2 separate regions of the Sus scrofa genome follow, and region 1 is linked to region 2. The links are chromatin contacts, called in public HiChIP or PLAC-seq maps. All regions are on one chromosome and are shown on one strand. Each heading gives the region's core, a stretch centred on a gene start, on an enhancer-like site or on the middle of the called end of the contact. The rest is flanking DNA. Distances are from core to core; before and after follow the strand shown. Region 1 holds the start of RAB8B (ras-related protein Rab-8B). Region 2 holds the start of USP3 (ubiquitin carboxyl-terminal hydrolase 3).

The links. HiChIP or PLAC-seq counts read pairs in DNA pulled down with a chosen protein or histone mark.
Region 1: a contact with region 2 is called in an H3K27ac HiChIP or PLAC-seq map of alveolar macrophages. The contact joins the promoter of RAB8B here to the promoter of USP3 in region 2. A contact is called at or near these places in 2 of 5 promoter capture datasets (fetal liver and liver), 1 of 47 Hi-C or Micro-C datasets (liver) and 1 of 2 datasets of contacts at active chromatin or transcription factors (alveolar macrophages).

What each region holds. Positions count from the first base shown.
Region 1 is chr1:108,838,541-108,841,779 of Sscrofa11.1, forward strand. RAB8B (ras-related protein Rab-8B) reads right to left here and starts at 1,682. Exons shown (of 8, transcript XM_001929029.7): 1 at 1,460-1,682. The coding sequence starts at 1,583.
Region 2 is chr1:108,514,293-108,517,345 of Sscrofa11.1, forward strand. It overlaps USP3 (ubiquitin carboxyl-terminal hydrolase 3), which reads right to left and starts at 1,319. Exons shown (of 16, transcript XM_021094102.1): 1 at 906-1,319.

The DNA.
Region 1 (3,239 bases), core at 432-2,931, 320 kb after region 2:
GCTCTGGCTGTGGCTCTGGCGTAGGCCGGTGGCTACAGCTCCGATTCAACCCCTAGCCTGGGAATCTCCATATGCCGAGGGAGCGGCCCAAGAAATAGCAAAAAAAATAAAAATAAAAAAAATAAAAAAAGAAGCCACAAACATCAACCAGACAACCAAGAGCTACCATTCTTAAGGAGCAGGTCACTTGAATAGGCAGAAAACCAGCTCTGATTTGCTCTTCTTCAGTTTACACTAAGTTAAGAGATCCTGTTACCTGAATACATCTTCGAAAAAGTAGGAAGGACAGCTCCTGGCCAAGACTGGAAAAATCAGAATCAACTGAAAGTAACTGGGGGGTATATGGCATGTTGTGATCCATTTAGCAAGTAATAACTAAAACCAAAGGAAAATGTACAGGGATGCAGATAGAACCTAAGATCAATTCCTCAGCTGAGAAGTTACTAAACCTTCAAGGCTAAGAATTTTGAAAATTGTCAAGTACAGCTTCTCAGGAGATAGTGAAGGAATGAACCAAATGTTCCTGACCACACCATTCCCAAAGTCACCAATTCTCTTAATGCTGATTTAACACTCACAGAATAATTTAAAACTCCATAGACAGTATCCCATTACTCGTCATTTTCTGCTCTTTCTCCTGCACTTTATCCAAAGAGAGAAAATGGTAACCAGTGCTCCCAGTTACTGGAGAAAGTCCTACTCTCCATTTCCTCACCCTTTCCCATCTCTGCTCCACTCAGCCTCTCTACTGTATATTCTGCTTCCCTTTTTCCTTTCTGTTTCACACTCAGCTCTCCTTTACTTTCTCCAACAAGTATCCTCATTCTATTCTGTCCTCTGGTGTCCTAAACTCTTCTCCTACCTGCAGTTTTCTTCTGCCCCTTCCCATGATATCTCTGACCAGATTTCTTGTAACCAGTGCCCCTCATCGCTCACCTCCTGATCACTCATTCCCCTGAATCCTGCTCGGATTCCCAGGTTCTCACCTCTCTTGTCCCTTGTGTCCTCTGTCCCTTTACTTCATGGACCTCCCATTCCCATTCCCCTAACCCTTCATTTCCCCCTTCACATTTCCTTCCTCCTTCCTGTCTTTCAATCCGTTTCACACCCACTACCCTTTATCTCTCTCCAGGAGGTTTCCTGTGTGCCCCCCCCACACACTTTGTCCCTCTAAGACGCCTCCCTGTCACACTCCCAACTCTCTCATTTCCCCAAATACCCCTAGTCCTGTTCCTCTGGTTCCCCTTCCCCTTCCTTTACCCCCAAGTTCCTCCCTTCAACCTCTCCCCCCACACACCAGCTCATGTCCCCGCCTGCCCCTTTCCCACGGACCTCGCCGCCCTGCCGTTCCCAGGGTCCCCTCCCTGGGGCTCCCGAGCCACCCCCCCGCACGCTCTCGGCCCCTCGCACCCGCCCCCCATTTCTCACTCCCCGTCCCCGGCCGCGTCCCCTCCCTCACCGATGGTGGAGATGAAGGTGGTGTTGAAGGCGTCCTCGGAAAAGCGGAATAGGAGGCAGGTCTTGCCCACGCCCGAGTCGCCGATCAGCAGCAGCTTGAACAGATAATCATACGTCTTCGCCATCTTCTCTCTCCGGCCCTCTGACCGGGGAGCGAAAGGAGCGGCAGAGAGAGGCGGGGAGGGTGCCGCGGGCCAGGGGGCGTGCCCGCTGAGCCACCGATCGCCCCGCCCCTCTCCCCGCCCCCTTCCTCGGAGACGGCCTGCGCGCCCCGCCCCTCGTGACCAATCCTCGGGGTTTTCGTCATCACCGCCGGTGCCCCCATGCTGTATGGGATCTGTAGTTCTTTGAGGAGCTACGGGCGTTCCCCCGGCAGGCTGTCCCCGGGCCCCCAGAGGATAAAAAGAAGATCCGTTCTGGGCGGGATGATTGGGGATTAGGCGTTTCCACTTGAGCTAAGATGTGAGGCCAGGTTTCCAACTCCGCAGGTCGCGCCACCGGAACTTAACTTCGTCTATTCTTTGTGTGCCAGCGCCTTTCAATTCCAGGACCTCGGAATCGGAGTCCTTCGGTTCCCTCATCTCTTCTACTGGGACCCAGAACTGAGATGCTTTCTCTCCTTCACGCTGCCGTGGCGCAGCCTGTGGATTATCTGCAGAGCGCCTTATCTGGCTTTTCCTGCAGTTCCTGCCCAGCACCACGTCTAAGCCCTCTCCTGCAGACCCTCAGTTATAGAGCTTGAAAAGAATGGTTGCCGTTCTAACTTGAACCCCACTCCTGTTCTCCTTACGCCTCCAGAGCAGAACCAAGTACAGTGGGTAATTTAGAGGATCTGCTGTGCATACCGCTTACCCCACTCCCCCACCACCCGCAGCAGGATGGACCAAAAAAAAAAAAAAAAAAAAATCGGGGAAATGAAATTTTTAAGGCTTCTGTTACAGGTCTTGCCCTATAAAATTGCAAGCATCGTGCAATAGAGGAACTACGAACATGAGAATCTAGAGGATAAGATTTGGATTTTGTCTTGTTTCAGCAGCTTACCAACACACAGGCTCTCTGCACCTCAGTTTTCTCATCTGAAAAAACAAGCTGTTTCATAGGGTTGTAGGAAAAAAATAAGTGAGGTACTGAATGTGAAAGCACTTTGAAATCCTCAAGGCATTGTAGAAATGTCGGTGATGATGGTTACCTTCTTCAGCCTTCTGTGGTTCTCTCTTAATGGATGACAAATGGAGGACAGCAGCCTTCTGTTATACCCAACTTAATCCTTTATTTACTGTCTTAGACTATTATTCTTTGTTTTGTGAATGTATGGGTCCAGGCCTCTCTCACTCACTAGTGGCAGAAACCCAACCCCTAATGAGGAGGGATTCTGCCTTTTGGCACAGGCTGAGCCTCCCTGCCCCTGCCAGTTCTTGAACACGTCTGTGAATCTGGCCTCAGCCAAGGCCGAAGAAATGTGGACAGCTCAGTACTATACCTTCCTCTTCGTTCTGGAAAAGAGGGGAGGAAAAAAAAAACCCTTCAAAGACCACGGGAATCTTCTTTCTTTTATAAAATATGTAGTGATTAAAATAACTTGTAGTTGCTCTAGCTACACACAATCATTGGCATTCTCTCTCTGTATGAATAAGAACCCACTGACTTGGGAATTCTTTTGTGCTAAAGCGGGTTAAGGATGTGGTGTTGTCACTGCAGCAGCTTGGGTAGCTGCAATGGCGTGGATTTAATCCCTGGCCTGGGAACTTTCATATGCCGTGGGCATGGCCAAAAAAATTTTT
Region 2 (3,053 bases), core at 69-2,568:
TGTGGCCGGTGCGATCCTAAGTCTCTAGAGCAGACAATAAGGGGGTACTGGGGCTTCGAAGGGGCCTGGCAGAAGGAGTTAAGAAGCTTAAGCAATGCAAAAGCATTACATAAACCTAATAACTGTCCTACAGCACAAAAACTCGGAAATCCCAAGGCAATTTCGGACAATCCGAAAGATATGAAAGACAACTCGAGCTACCCCTCCAAAGCAGCTGCTCGATTAGCCTTCTCAGCTTTTTAACCAGCAGCCTGTTTTCAAACTTCACCCTTTCTGGCTGATGAAAGACTCCGACCTTCGCCGCCTGAGTACTCAGCACCTCTCCGGGTCCCGGTTCCCGCCGGTCGGCGTGGGTCGGGTCGCGGGTGCATGGGGGGCCCAGGCAGGTAGCGAAGGGCCCCAGAGCGCGCCCCGCAGCCTGGACAAAGCTGCGCCCCGAGAGCAACGCTTTTGCCGTCCCGTCAAGGAGGGGACGAAACTCGGGCCCCGCCACACGTGCGGCCGCCTTGTGGGGGCCGGACACCCGCCCCCGCCGCCCCCGACCCGGGGACACGGGCCAGCGCAGCCCCCGATCACAGCAGGGCTGCGCGGGGGCGCGAGCCGCTGACCAAGGTCCCCGCTCGCTGCCGCCCCCACGCGCTCGTGGGCCCCGCGGGCTCCCGCCCCTCACGGGCCTCTCCTTTGCCGGCCGGACCGTCGGGCCCCGGGAAACAAAGGAGCTGCCGCCGCCGCTCCGCCTGCCGCCGCACCACCCGCCTCGCCGCGTACCCCTCCCCAGCCGCCGAGCCCCGCTCGCCCTCACCCCTTCCCAAGTCCGCGCGCCGGCCGCCAGCGGCCCCTAGACGGCAGGCCCCACAGAGCCGGGGCCTCGGGTGCGCTTCAGGGCCGCCTGGGGCCGCACTCACCGCTGCAGCACCAGGACGACGGGGAGCCGTTGGGGAACTTGGCTGAGTCCGGAGCGATGCAGACGCTGGAGCTGAGGTGCGGACACTCCATGGCCACCCGGAGAGCGGCGAGAAGGACGGAGGCTCCGGGACCCGGCGAGGTGGGGGGCGGAGGGACTAAGAAGGATCCGTCTGGGGTCGCTCCTCGCCGGGCGCTCGGCAGACGGCAGCTGAGTCCCGAGCCCTTGCGTCAAAGAAAGCAAAAGCTTCCGGGAGCCGGGTTTTCCCGCCCGCCGTCTCCTGAGGCCCGGCTCCGGAAAACGTGGTACTCCGGAATCCGGGTTCTGCCGCCACCCCTAGGCTGGGGGCTTCCGTCTTCCCAGGCTGGCCCCGCCCTGCCCCGGGCAGGCCCCGCCTCCAAGCCCAGCCCCGCCCCCGTCCTCTCCCGCGGGGTGGGGGTCCCCGCGCTCGCAGGCGGGTCGCCCAGGGTCTGGCTGCACTCGGAAGTGACTTTCCCAACTCTGTTGGCCGGGACTGCCGCGGCTTCCCCGCCCCTGGAAGGGTGGGGCGCTAAACCAGGGCACACAGGGCCAGTCCGCCGCTTTTACCGCGGCCGGGCGAGCGCTCACAAAGAGTGCTTCTGCGTTGTGTGTGGTGGACTGGCTACAGCGCGGTAGAAAATCTGACCACACAAAAAAAATGTGAAGAAAATAAAAACCACCTGGGCAGACAGGCTCTGTGGCCCCATTTTTACACAGGAAGACACAAGCTTAGATTAAGGGCCTAGACCCACCGGGGTGCATAGGTCCCAGAGCAGTGCTAGTTTAGTGTTCTGCTCCCTTCGGCAGGTGCGATAGTGATCGAGTTCCAGTTTTTGAACACGTGACCTTAGCCAGCCACCTGGGTGCTGAGTGGCTGGTCCCGCGTGGGCACTCATGAACCTGTGTTCAACCCCTGTCACAGTGACTCACCATCTCCGTTACTTTGAGCAGACGATCGGACATTCATACCTCACCCTCAGTGTAAATTTAAGTGAGATAGTTTTAACCTGCGTTTGCTGAGAGCGCGGTCACTGTTACCAGGTGACGAAAAGAGAAGGGACCTAACAATTGTTAAACACCCACTGCTGCCTCCTAACCAGGCACTTTACAAATAATACCTCATTTAAACCTCGCACCATCACGCCAGCAGCTGTTACCATCCCCCTTTTTACCGTTAATCCGTACTAGGATTGGCTCCCAGGCACTCTGATCTCTTTGTGGAAAAAGGATAGGGCCAGCCTCTGGGGCAGGGGTTACGCCCTAGCGAGGCTGCGATCTTTGTGGGGGCACTGCCTTGGGGATGTCTGGGGCTATTACAAACATTGCCTCAAAGTTGGGGCTCCTTGTAAAACCCGGCGAAGGAGCAACAGGGCCAGGAGGCAGGGAGGGGGAGGGGAAGGCTGATGTGGCAATCCCTCGGGCCGGGTGAGAGGAGGAAGGAAGGTCAGGAAATGATTAACCGGGCCAGGCCGGGTAGTGGTTAGAGCAGAGCACCTCCCCACAGGGCAGTCCTGCAACAGTCCAGGAGTGCCCTCTCAGTCACTTCCCACGCTTCGCCATCCCCCACACTACCCGCCACCACTTGGTTTCTGCCGCGCACTCCTCTGCCTAACGGTGTCCATTCACCTGCGGCATCTCTGTTGACCCTTCCTTACTCTCCCCCCATTCTTTCCCCCCCAGTATTTCCCATTCCTCGGTCAACACTCTTTGGTTGCCTCCCAAGTTTTGACTGCTGTTAGAGCAAGCCATCTTGAGGTTTTATGGCAGTGCCGAATTGTGGAAAGTGCGGCTGCTCAAATCCTAGCTCTGCTGCCTACTTGAGGACCAACTTTAGCCAGTGTTTCTAGTCTTTCCAAGCCCTTTATGTCTATAAAACTGAGAAAACAATGCTTATCTCCAAAGGAAGACGTGAGAATTCACAAGACTTGCCACCCCCAGTAGGAAGTCAATAATTTATAGCCCCCCTTTTTTTTAATGACAGCAAGTGAGAATAATTCCTAGGAAGGGGGAGTATAAACAATAGATGTGCCCTCTGCTCAGGCTCTCCAGCCCTCTCCTATCAACTGATTCTTTTTCAAAGCCTGTCTGGATCAACCTGTTTCCCTCTGGACAGCTACCCCCGATTATC